Linked DNA regions of Canis lupus: region 2 is linked to region 1. A link is a contact called in public Hi-C data. All regions are on one chromosome and are shown on one strand. Each heading gives the region's core, a stretch centred on a gene start, on an enhancer-like site or on the middle of the called end of the contact. The rest is flanking DNA. Distances are from core to core; before and after follow the strand shown. Region 1 holds the start of LOC102152522. Region 2 holds the start of TM7SF3 (transmembrane 7 superfamily member 3).

Region 1 (6,857 bases), core at 2,211-4,710:
TCTAGGACAATCTGAGACTAAAGGAATTCTTCCTCTGTAATCATGGTAACCCAGGTTCTTGTGAAATCCTAAAGTAGGTAGGAGTAGGAGAGCTCACAGTGACACAATTGTTTTCCACTAGCCTTTGGAGAGGTGGCTTGAGGTTACAATTAATGACAGAAAACAAGCACTCACATCACTTCTTGCACATACACGTTTGCAGAAGATATTTTTTTAAGATTATAATTTATTTATTCATGAGAGGCACAGAGAGAGAGAGAGAGAGAGAGAGAGAGGCAGAGACACAGCCAGAGGAGAAGCAGGTTCCATGCAGGGAGCCCGACGTGGGACTGGATCCTGAGTCTCCAGGACCACAACCCCGGCCAAAGGCGGCGCTAAACCGCTGGGCCACCATGGCTGCCCTTGCAGCAGATTTTAAACACCAAAGTGGAGATTTAAGGAAAGGGCTAAGAGAACACAAAGCAAAGGAGTGAGTGAGGTTAAGTTTGGGTAGGATAGTTTTGGAAGTTTTTGAGAGAGGATTTAATTTGGGTTTTGAAGCACAAGTAGGAGGCCTCCAAATAAAGGCCATTCTTCTCAAAGGCAAACATTTGAGAGTACAAAGCATATTCAGGGACATGTGGCAGTTCAGGGCAGTTCAGGGCAGCTAGGGCATCAGATACCTATTTCTGGTGGGGGACGGGGAGTCAAAGATGAGATAGAATAGAAGGGGGTGAAATGAGAAGGAAAGGTTTAAGCTTTCATGCCTGTTTCCTGTAATGGGGAGTCCCTGGCCATTTTTACCATACGATTGTGCTGGCAGTATGGCCAGTGCTTGGGGGAAAGGAAGACTGGACAAAGGCCACTGAGTAGATTCTTGCAATAATGTAGGTGAGAGATGATAAAGCCTGAAACTAGGGCAATGATTGTGGGAATGGAGAGAATGGTTTGGATTTCAACAACCATATATTGAGTGCTTACTGCGTGCCAGGTATTGTGCTTGGTGCTGAGCATACACTGATAAATAGATGACGCTAGCTCTTGCCTTGAAGAAGCTCATTCACCAGGGGACAAAGGTTACCACACCTGGCAGAGCCAGCTAAGAGCTAAAGCATTCGGGAGCTTCAAGCCTTAGCTGCATGTGTTGTGTAATCCATCACCGGTAGAATTCAGAGGGTCCCACTCATTTCTACACAGGTTCAGGAGCCATCGGACAGCTGTTCATCCTCCTTGTTCGGAAACTTACTCCATCTGCCGGGCTATTGTAGCTTGTTCTCTTTAATTCAAGGGATGGAGAAATAATCAGAATATTGTTTAATTTCAAAGAAGATATTTAAGTAGATAATTTTTTAACATAGTAAGTTGCAATCATTTAGGATAAGATGGAATTGATATTAACTCTCCTGTCAGGGGAACTCAGTTAATGCTTTAATATTGTATCTTATAATTTTATTGTGACAATAAATTCAATCAGCTTCCAAACCACTCTGAGTCTTTTCCCATTTGCAAGCATGGGATGCCAACTGCCTTTGGCTGTTTACCACCTGCTGACGTCTCCATGTCACACAGTACCTGGTGTCTGTGTGTACATATACACCAGTATACACACACTATGTCAGGGGTGATATATGCTGTGAGAAAAAAATGAGTAAAAATAAAGAATGATGGGAGAGAACTGGTATTTTATATATGGCCCTTGGGCTGCTCAGGGAGGGCCTCTCTCAAGAAGCAGCATTTGAGCAGAGATCTATTAAAGGCAGGGGGAAGGTGTGGGGTGGGATTGGAATCAGCCATCCAAACAGCTAGGGTTGAGGGTTGCAAGCAGATGGATGAGGGAGAACAAATATTCTGGGTAAGCATCAAGCTTGCCCTCTTGGAAGACGGGACAAGTGTAGATCTAGGAAGTGAAAAGCGGTAAAGGGATAGGACAGGATGTGCCCATTGATGGGACTGGAGATTTACTCCTTTAACCTGGCATTTTTCGTAAGTCATCTGAAAAAAATCCAGTGCAGAGGGATACTGATCACTGGTTGTTACAATAATGATCGGCAAGTGCCTGGGAACTTGTGAGGTTTTATCAGAAGTTTTGAGCACCATAATGGGTGATAAGATTTGTAGATGCGGATCATTGCTGTATCCCCAATGCCTGGCACATAGCAGGAGCTCGATATAAACTTGTTGAGTGCATGTTTGAAGTCTTTCTTTGCTTTTTCAGCGCTCGCTTCAGCAGCACATATATATCTTTGCCTTTTCAACTTTCAGGATATTATTAATAACTAAACTGTCTAGGACATTATGCTCACCTATCATTAAAAGGCAAACAACAATGAATTCATCTTGTGCTCTGTGAACGTCTGTTAGCTTATAGCAGTTGTCTCCAGGGTGGCCCTCGCTGTGCCCTTTACACTGGACAGAACACAACCACTCTATGATGTCTCTGCAAACACTGGCACCTGACCTGTCCAGATATTACTGGCAATGCCAGAGATCGCTTTCCATCACAAGACCAAAACCGTACTTGCAGGAGGTAGTGGTGCTTCCCTACTTTTGTTACATCGCTCGGTGTTCTCGGTTATCTAAAGGGCATCACGAATTCCAGACTCCTTCACACTAATTACTCATTTTAGATCATTTCTAAACATGCATATTTTTAGAAGTCTTACAAGACCAAATAAACCTCGACACTTCGAAAAAGTGAAAGCGTGAGATCGGACCTTTTTTTTCTCTTCCCCCCCCCCCCCCCAAGCGAAGGGATTCGTAAATAATTTTTTTAAATCAGACGTTAAAAAGATAAATCCAAAAGAAAAAAACAATCCATCCCTCCAGCTCCTAACACTGCATTAATTCCCTTCACTTTACTGCACCACGCAGAACCACTGGTGCGACAAAAAAACCTTCTTTTACCGGATACCCTGCACGCAAGGCCCCGACGGACTGGATCACAGTTAACTAGCTCCTCCGGCGCTTCACCAGTGGGCGCTCGGTCGGCAGAACGGCGGCGCGTGCGAGCGGCAGCGCCTGGGCAGCCGGGCCCTCCGCTCCGCGCCGCCGCCCGGGGCTCCCACGGCGAGACGCGGCCCGGGCGCGGGGCAGGACGGGGTCTGGCCGCAGTCCCGGCGCGCCCGGGTGTGTCCTCCTCCTCCTCCTCCTCCGCCGCCGCCGCCGCCCCCGCCCCCGCCCGGCCGCCGCAGCCCGGGCTCGACGTCCCCGCCCCCAGGCCCGCCCCGCGCCGCCGTCGACCTTCCTCTAACCCGCGCCGAGGAGGGCGGCTCGGAAACTGCTGTGTCAGAAGGGTTCGAGGAGCCCGGGGTCGGCGCCAGCTTTAATTCGGGAGGAATGACTACCTCGGGCCGGCCCGCTCGGACTCAGCAGGGAGCACCGCGTCGCAGCTGTCGGCAGGGCGCGTCCTCAGCCCCGCCCGGGGCCCTCCCCGCGGCCCTCCGCCTCCCGCCTCCCGCTCCCGCTCCCGCTCCCGGGGCGCCCGCGGCTGGGGGGGCCGACTGCGCACGCGCGGAACGCCGCGAGCGGCCGCCTCCCCGCCCCCGCCCCGCCCCGCCCCGCCCCGCCCCGCCTCACGTGCCGCGCAGCGTGCGCCTGGGCATGTGCGGGCGCACGTGACAGCGCCGCGTCCGGCTCCGGCTCCCTCACCCCGCGCGGCTGTACTTTGAACCCGGCGTGGGAGGGGGGAGGAGGGAGGGGAGGATGGGGAGGGACGCCGGCCTCCGGGAGCGTGATACCGTCCGCAGGTTTATCGCTAGGCAACCTAAGAATGCTGCTCTCTTTCCAACCCTAGAGCTCCTTGAAGATCTCAAGGCTGAGGACGTCGTTGCCCCCGCGCTTTAAGGCTCCGCGGAGCAGCGCTGGTGCGGAGACGCAGGGAGCTGGCGTGGGGCGTGGGGCGTGGGGCGGGGGGGGCGGGCCAGGGTTCCGAGGTGCACGTGGCAAACGCGGAGCCCAGAAATAGAGCCTGGGTCGCGCGCGCTGGAGCCGGCCGAGCTCTCCGGGGGTGCGGGCTCGCCCCGGGTCTCTTCGCCTGCTGGGTCACGTGAGGAGCACCCAGCTCCCGCAGAGCCGCGCGGAGGAGCCTTGCTCGGCAGAGGTGCTCGCAATCCCAGCCCCGCGGGAGGCGCCGTAGGAGGAGAAGTCCTTGTCTTTAAACTGGGGTATTACAGGGAATCGTCGGGATTTACCCTAAGTGACAGGTCTACAGGAATTGGCTCCAGGTTGAAGTTCCCCTGTGAAAACTAATGTGCGGAACACAATGACCGAACCTGTAAAGCCGCAGATGGAAGCAGGTTTCTTACGGGGCTACGCGGCAGAGCCTCATTGCTTCAGTTGTGAAACATTTGATATTCTAGGCTCACACACGTGCTTACCCATATGTAAAAGGCTTCAGGTTGAAACTGTAGCTAAAGTTTACAGCACCCTAAAAATACCCCACGGAAAAACTGTAGCAAATGGCCCTCCTTCCTACTTCCTCAATTCTAAGTGTTCCTTCTGTCCGGATTCATAGTTGGCCTCTGATCTCTTCTTTCATGGAGCGTCTTTAGAGTTCAGCCAGAACCGCATAGGCAGGGAGGGTAGAGGCAGAGGTGGAGAGCTCGCCAGACCGTGTGGGGACTTCTAAACAAAAGAAGGCACACTTCTGAGCCTCTCCAAATTGAGGAAACAGTGAAATTGTAGGGTTCTTTGTAGGGGGCCTTGAATATGGTATCCCCAGCATCTTTGATTATTGCATGCTCCATGCCATGTTTTAGAAAGGCGTTACCTGACCATCCTTCCATCTCCACCAACAGAACATACTCTGCCTCTTAGGACCTCACACGGACTGGCTCAACTCATGTCATGAGCAAAGCTCAGACTGTCTCCTGTGACCTCATTATTATTGCTATGGGGTAATAACGTAAAGAGCAGTGGATTCAGAACCAAAACATCTGGTTCCAGTCCTGATTCTGCTGCTTACTGAGCTACGTGACCTTGGACTAGTTGCTTGCTTCAGCTTCCTCCCGGAGGTTTTAAAAAATAGACTTTAGGATTCCTTGTTTCCCTTTAGAACTGCTCTCTCTTTTATTTCCCCTTTGGGTACTGAGTAAAGAACCTGGGTCATCATGCCCTTAAAGGGAAAGAAATCCCCCTTAGTTCCTTCCGTAAGAGAGAGAGGTGGTTGAGGTGAGAGCAAGCTGCTTGTGGGGTACTAAGTACTCCCCCCCCCACACACCTACCACATTAGAAATTATCATGCTATAAATGCTGTCCTTTGCAGTAGGAAATACCATTACCTGCTCCTCAGTCCCAACTTACAGTTCAGGGTCTCAGGAGAAGATGATGGTGAGAGCCAGTACAGCAGTCAAGTTCTAAAGAGACTGAGAAATGAGGAAATCAGTGCTCAGACCTTAGTCAAATGTAACTAATCAAACCCCTGGTGCTCAGCACAGGACCAGAGTATATAAGAACCTTCTCCTTGGAGATGGCTCCATGGACTCATTCACCCAGCTACTCTAGGCCTCTGACATTTGCAGATGAAGGTAGCCTGCCTCACCCCCTAGTGTTGTATTCACTTCTGTAGAGCACCTACTATGTTGCACTGTCACTTATTTTCATGTAGGTCTGTCACCCCCACTAGACTTTGAGATCTTCAGAGATTATTAGTCTTTGGTTTTCCAGCACTATCACAGCACTTCATATATAGTTGGAGCAAAACAAATGCCTGTATCCCCATACCCACTGTTCATTGAATTTTATAGGCTCATGGAGAAAAGTCTGTTGCTTTTCAGTAGAGAGTCTGAAACCTCTTACCAGAAGCTCTCTGATGGGTGTGACTAAATTCAGAGGCATCATTCGGGCCTACACACCTCTCTGCCAGTTCCTCAGAATGCCTTTTGCTGGTAACTGCCACCCCAGATTTCCAAAATTCAAAAGTGGAGGAAATTATACACCAGAAGCAGGGCCAGGGTCATCATGAATTAAAAAGCTAAATCAGTTTTCACTAATGACCCTCAGTCCCCTATTCCTATCAATTTGAGAGAAAGAAATGATCAAATAAAAGAATTCCTTTCTGTCTTGGAAAGGTCTTTATTCTGTGGCTAGGTGTGGGATAAAGCCATTAGCAAGCTGCTTTTTTATGTAATAAGATGATCAAAAAGTATACAAAATATCTGAGGCTTTTGCGTAAGTGTTCTGGTAAGGAACATTGTTGAGAATGTGAAAAAGGAAATAAAGAAAAAAGGTTGTGGGAGAAATGTGTTACTGATTCTACAAGCTCACACAGTTTAAGAAAGTGCCCCTCAGGTACTTCTGTTAGAGCCTATTTATTCTAATTCTAAACACATCTCAAATAGGTGTAGTTTTGGTTAAATGGTTTCCCAGGCCACAGTAAGTCAGAGATAGCACATTAGATAAGAGTTGGAGGCAGGCACTCTGACACATCAAGAAGTGACAGCTGGCAGTCTGATCATGAGTAAAGAGACTGAAAAACCTATAAAAAGCAGATATAAGAACTCAAAAAGAATTTAGCGCAGATGCCAGTACTCCCAGATGACATGCATAGTGCAAAAGTGATGTTTATCATGGTGACCCTGATTTATTGAGAATGGATAACTACAGATAGTTATAACTATCTGGATAGGGTATTTATTTCTAAGACGTGTAGAACACTTTAGAGGATATGTGTGACATATTTTAGTAAGTTTTCCACTAAAAGAATTGAAGGAAACAAAAGAAAAGATAAACAATATTGGCACTTGAACATAGAAGCTTCAGTTTTCTGAATCACTGTTTCATGGAGTATATATCATTCCCTGAGGCCAGATAAACTGGGTATCACTGAATTCAGAATTTTAAAATATCGGCTTTTGAAAAGGTATAGTTTTACATTTGTT
Region 2 (6,857 bases), core at 2,824-5,323, 850 kb after region 1:
TTTTTGTGTCATTCTAACCCAATCTTTGCCAACATATTCTAAGATCATAAGAACACATTCCCCATGTTAACTTTCTAGACCTTTGTTTTAGTTTAGACATTTAAGTTTAAAATCAATCTAAAATTGGTTTTCATATAGGGTATGAGACAGGGGGTCAAGGTTCATGTTTCCATATGTATATCCAGTTGACACAGCAGCCTTTATTGAAAATACCACCATTTCCCTTCTACTCTGCAATTCCAGTTGTCACATAAGTGACCATGTGTTGGTTTGTTTCTGGAATCTTAATTGTAATCCAGTGGTATATTCATTTAACCTAACACCAATATTACATTGTCTTCATTTCTGCCCCAAATTTGTTTTCTCTTCAAGACTGTCTTGACTATTTTAGCCAGTTTTCATTTCCATATATATTTTAGAAAGCAGCTTGTCAATTTACACACACACACACACACACACAAAGCTGCCAGGAATCTGACTGGGATGGCAATGAAAGTATTATTTTAGGGAGAAATGATATCTTTATAACATATAATTTTCTAATTTATGTTATTAGTCTAATTTTCTAATTTATGACTCTGAAATAACCTTCTGCTTATTTAGCTTCTCAATTTATCTCAAGAATGTATTTTTTTCTGTAGAAGTCTTTACATAGTCCATTATAATTACTCCTAAATATTCTATGTTTAGAAAATAGATTTCTCTTTTTCTCTTTTAAATTTCAATTTCTAGTTGTCTCTTCAGCAACTTGCCTTTTTAAAAAGTTCTCCAGGTGATTCTAATGTTCAGTCAAGTCTGAGAATTCCTAACACAATGTTTGATGAATTAGGAAAGGATAAGTATATTTTTTCCTATTCTTGGTCATCCTTAACCTAACTTCTGTGTGAAAATCCTTTGGCAGTATTACCTTGGCAGTCTATTAGCCACTTCACAATTTTTATAGAAGATTGCATATTCACCAAACCAGTTGTGGTCTGACTCTTGGCTATGCAGGGCTTTGTTATATTTGACACACTGGTGTCTAGTACAGTACCAGTCACACAGCTGCCACATAGAAAAGGTTTGGTGAATGATGGTTGAACTTTATGACCTCTGGGCCTCAGTCTCCCCAGGTGAAATGGAGGTCATGTACTTCATACATCATTTGGCTGTTGAAATATAAAACAGGAAAAAAAATTCTTAACTGTCCAATGTTACACAATAAAGTAGCATTATTAACTTCCTTTAGCTTTCCAGGACTTCAGAGACTCATCTCCTTATTAAAAGAAAGAAGTCAGGCATTCCATATGGCCCTACAAATAAACTAGAAGAGAGAAAAGGATTATACATGCCCAGTATGTCCATCATAAACATCAAACGAGAAAGAGACTTCCATGGAGCAACAAGGAAAAATATTAAAGATCAAGACTTTAACAGTATAGTCTGGCTATGTGCATTTAATTCCAACTTATAAAAACAGACACAGCAAGAGAAGACATGTATCCAAAATATATCCTGAAGAAGTTAACAGGCCATCTGGAAAGGGATTCACTTTATGAGGCATAATTAGATCTTATGACTTTGTGAGTGGGAAGGAAAAAGCACATCAAATGATATTGCAGACAAATGGCTAACATGGAGACATAGCACGGAGACTGTGGCTTCTCCTCTACAAAACAATGGCTCTGCTTTTTCTGCCAAAGATATTTTTTGCCATCTGACCCATTGCCAGGCACTCTCAGGTATTTTTCATACCCTTCCTCCATTCTTACCCAGAGCCATTTTTCTTTCCAATAATTTCTTTCTAAAAAGAGCTGCCCAAACCTAATCTTTCCCTTTTCTTTCCCAATCAGATACTAAACTTGAACCTTAAAATTATCTGGCTCTATTTTGGCATTTTTGTTTTGTTTTTACTAAAATTTACCTGTTTATGCTTTGATACAACCAAATTCTAGATCTGGGAAAATTAAGTCTTCATAATTCTCTTCAGATCAACTATTAAAAACAAAAGCAGTTCAGAATACTTAAGTTGGCCGGCATTCAGTTGGCCTCCTCATTTCTCATTTATATCTTATGAGTTTTCATTAACCCTAAAAGCTAAAAGGAAACAGAAATATACACATTATCTTTCACATACTTTTAAAAGAGATCACTTACAAGGAACCACACAAATGGCCTGCTACCTTAAATTTACTACCCACAATAATACAAATACTAGAAGGCCCACATGACATTCTGCTCAACTCCAATTACTATGTAATTCCATGTAAAGTACTGAATACGAATGCACAAGAATGACATATTAAATACAAAAGTACAGAACTAGAACAGATGTGGCTCACAGCCCTCCTGACTCAAGAGCCATGATCAACCACAAACTGAACCTTTCAAATTCTTCACCAGTTTCAATGGAGATAGCAGGGTGCCTGGGAGGCTCAGTCTGCTGAGTGCCCTACTCTTGGTTTCTGCTCAGGTCATGATCTCAGTAGGGAGCATGCTCGGGATTCTCTCTTCCTCTCCCTCTGCCCCTCCCCCTTCACGCTCACTCGCTCATGCTCTGATCTTTAAAAAATAAAATGAGAATAGCATCACCATTACCTCCCTCATAAGGCTATTTTGAGAAATGAGAATTCACAGAATTAAGTGTAACACACCATACTAAGTAAAATATTCTTATTGGAGAGCAGCTTTGTTGAAGTGGAAGGACTATGAAAATTAAAATTGCAGCAACACACACTTGGGTTCAAATATCCTCTGTGCCCCTATTAACAGTTCACCCATGTAATGAGCATCATCTAGGGCCTCAGCTTCATCCTCTGGCAAGTGAGGAGGATAATCCTCTCCTAGAGTTGTGAGGATTAGATAACAATGCCAGGGAAAGCACCTGGCAGTTATTGCACACAGTGAAATGTCAGTGCCCTATTATTATCGAGGCTATTTTTCTGCAAATATATAACTGCCCTTTTCAGCCTTAAGTCCTGGGCAATGATTCTATGATTCAGTTTGCACAAGAGCTTTTCTCAGATGAGCAGTTAGGAACACAACCACATTATTCAGAAAATACATTGGTTCAGAACTACAACTGGTCTCTTAAGCTCAAAGCGAACGTGATTAACCTCATGGAAAAGCACATGATTATCATCAGCCTAGCACAATTATTGCTTCTTTACGGTTTATATTAACAAATCACGAGCTATTAGTAAAACGCATTCACCGAGCACATGACCTATACTATCCAAAGTCCCATTCTGGGTTCACTTTTCCTTTCAAACTCCGTAGAGCATTTAACCAATTTGAAAAGCATCTAGATTCTGGAGCGTAAAGAACCGCAGCAGTTTGGAGGAACATTATTAATAAAGTCCTTAGTTCTGCACCGAGCCTCACTGTTGAGTCTCAGATATACCAGTTGAGAGCAAAAGGGTGTTTTATTTTTTTTTAAGATTTTATTCATTTATTCATGAGAGACACAGAGCGAGAGAGAGAGAGAGAGAGAGGCAGAGACACAGGCAGAGGGAGAAGCAGGCTCCATGCAGGGAGCCCGATGTGGGACTCGATCCTGGGACTCCAGGATCACAACCTGGGCCGAAGGCGGTGCTAAACCGCTGAGCCAACCGGGCTGCCCCAAAAAGGGTGTTTTAATGCGTTAAATTCAACCTACAAACACATGACTGGTACCTAAGAGAGATTAAAAACGTGCCTGCACAGGAGAGAGAGAGTTCCTTAACCCTTCCCAACTCCTCAGCCTAAATTAGGAGGCTGATGGAGAGGCCTCCTGAGCAATGAGAGTTTCCTTCAGCAGGAAAGGACCTTGATCCAGTCCCGCCGGATCCGAACTCACCACCTGCCCTGCGCGACGCACGGCTCGCGAGGGGGCCCGTGACCTCGCCAGGAACGCAAGCCTCACGTGAGGCTGCAGAGGCGCGGCGTCCCTAACCTTACCCTCGCTGGCATTCCCGACGGTCTCGGCGCCACCGGCCACGCCGGGCTCGGACGCCAGCACCGCCAGCACCAGCAGCCGAAGGAGCCCCATGGCAGCCGGCGCCCGGCCCCGCAGCCTCGCCCGCGCTAGCCCGGGGCGCTCGCGCCGGCTCCCATCCCTGGCCAGGCGCACCCGCCGCACACCTGCCCGCCCCGCAGCGCCCGCCCAGGGGCTTCCTGTTCCGGCCCAAACCCCGCAGCCCCGCTCCGCGCCTCTCCCCGCCCCCTTACGTCACCGCCGCGGGTCCCCCCCCCCCCCCCCCGCCCGCGCCACCGGGGAGCACCCGGGAGCGGCTCCAGCCCGCGCGCGCCTCCTCCCGGCGCCCCCGCGGGCTCGCTGAGCGCCGCGCCGCCCGGAGTCTTCGCGGGCCCGCGCGCGTCGGTGGGGGGACGGGGCGGGGGACCCCAGGAAGTTCTGTGATGTAACCTCCACTTCTCACTTTTGTACCTTTACCACTTACGAAAACCGCCGTTAGAATAAAAAAATAATCTTCTGTTGCGGCCTAACGTCTGCGCGCTCCTGTGGCCGCGTTTAACTGCCCTCTGCGAAGAGGAAGACTGCGAATCCTGACCTCGAAACACCCACAAATGCGGGGGACGGGGGGTGGGGTGGGGTGGGGTGGGGGGGTGGATTTTAGTTCTATAGTGATGAGCTCCCCATATAAAGATATAGTTTCATTTTCTCCTAGCAAATATCCTCGAAGCCTCAAGACCTTAACCCAACTTCCTCTCTCAAATTTTACACCTGAGGGCTGTTTAAAGGACAGTAGTCCGCGTGGCGGGTGACTTGTGGGCCAATTGTGGGATTCGAGATACAGACTCAGTTATTTAGGGGAAGAGTCCTCTGTTTTCTTCTCCCTCCTCTTTTAACTTTTCATTTGGATATTTTAATGAGCAACTATCTTGAAAAATACAAATTCAGTTATTCCACTACTAAACTAACACCCTATAGCAATCACCTTTATTTATTTATTTATTTATTTATTTATTTATTTATTTATTTTTAGCAATCATCATAATTTAAACAGGCACGACTCTCTTCCTGTTTTCCCGCCACCTGATCCAAAGGTTCACAGCTCTGGTACCACTGTCCATCCCACTGGTGTTTGTTCACTGTCCCACACGTCCTCGTTCCTAGAATTTTCAATAGATGAAATCCCAGAATGATAAGAGCGATTACAATAAAGGTAGCATTTGAATCAATGGATGCACTTAATAAACTGATAACTGATTAACTGCACCCCATGGGGGATGCAGGATTAGAACTTTATCTCACCCCAGCAAAATGAAATCCCAAAGTATTCATTAAAAGCATAAGAGAGTTGGAGGAATGCATGCTTATTTGAAGATTTATTTGTTTGAGAGAGAGAGAAAGAGAGAGCAAGTACGAGCAGGGGGAGGGGCAGAAGGAGAGGGAAAAACCGAGCTCAGCTAGGGGTCAGAGGCAGGGCTAATCCCGAAACACCAAGATTAGGACCTGGGCCAAAGTCAGATGCTTAACCAACTGAACCACCCAGACACCCTGAAATATATTCCTTTCACAAAAAACAAACTTGATCTCAGAATGGAAGGAATTTCTTTTAAAAAGAGTTTATTTAAGCAAAAATCTATTTGAATCTGGAAGCACCAAGCAGGAAGTGGTTAGAAGAATTCAAGAGAGGAACTTTCTAAGCAAAAAAAAAAAACAAAACAAAACAAAACAAAACAAAACAAAGGAGGAAATAATAAAGGATGATATTGATAGATTTGGCTACTTAAAATTTTAAATTGTATGAAAGTCGAAAAATACCAACAAATACCAACAACAATGTGAAAAGTCAAGGGGCACCGTTGGGCAACTGTTGGTTTGGGCTACAGTCATAATCTCAGGGTAGTGAGATCCACTTGTCTCGGGCTTGCACTCAGGAGCCAGCTTGAGATTCTCTCTCCCTCTCCCTCTGCCCCTCCTGCTCCTACTCCTGCTCTTTCTCTCTAAAATAAATAAGAAGAAAGAAAGAAAAGAAAGAAAGAAATCAAGTTAATGACTGAAAAAATAATAATAATAAGAGGAGAAGAAAACCAAATGGCCAATAAACAAATGAAAATCTTCCAAACTCACTAGTAACAAAAACAACAAAAATCAAATTAAGACACTAGGGGTGCCTGGGTGACTCAGTCTATTAAGCTTTTAACCTCTTGATTTCAGCTCAGGTCATGATTTCGGACCTCACGTGGGGCTCTGCACTCAGCATGGAGTCTCTTAAGATTTTCTCTCCCTTGCCCTCTGTCCCTACCCCCACTTGCACATGTTCTCTCTCTCTCTCAAAATAAGTCTTTAAAAATCTTTAAATAAAAAAAATTAAGACCTAAGTTGTAAACATTTTAGAAGAATATCCAGTGTGGATGCAAGAGCTGAGAAGTAGACATTCTAAGATAGGACCAGTGGGAGTATAAGTTAACACACTTTTTAAAGCATAATCTGCATAAAATTTTTTAAAAATATCCATACCTTTGGTGTGATAATTCCACTTTGAGATTTAAGTATGTATATATGTACAAATATTAGATATCTGTACAAAATTAGTACATAAAACTATCAAGGTATTAAAGATTTTATTTATTTGAGAGAGAGAGGACAAGGGTGTGAGGGGCAGAGGGGAAGGGACAAGCCAACTTTGCCCTGAGCAAAGAGTCCCATGTGGGGCCCAACCCCACAACCATGAGATCATAACCTGAGTCAACATCAAAGGTAGGACACTTAACTGACTGACCCACATAGGTACCCCTTAATCAAGCTTTAGAGAAAGAAAAAAAAAAAAAAACTAATCTAAGTGTCCAACAATAAGGAATTGATTAAATAACCCATAATGCATCTATGTAAGAGAATACTGTGTAGCCCTTCAAAAATCATGTTTTTAGAA

The links. A called contact is a pair of places that touch in the nucleus more often than the background predicts.
Region 2: a contact with region 1 is called in a Hi-C map of blood, with 4 times the contacts expected there. The contact joins the promoter of TM7SF3 here to the promoter of LOC102152522 in region 1. A contact is called at or near these places in 2 of 9 Hi-C or Micro-C datasets (amygdala and blood).

The regions. Positions count from the first base shown.
Region 1 is chr27:25,071,683-25,078,539 of UU_Cfam_GSD_1.0, forward strand. It overlaps LOC102152522, which reads right to left and starts at 3,461. Exons shown (of 6, transcript XR_005379948.1): 1 at 3,324-3,461; 2 at 961-1,255.
Region 2 is chr27:25,919,446-25,926,302 of UU_Cfam_GSD_1.0, forward strand. It overlaps TM7SF3 (transmembrane 7 superfamily member 3), which reads right to left and starts at 4,074. Exons shown (of 13, transcript XM_038577124.1): 1 at 3,919-4,074. The coding sequence starts at 4,009.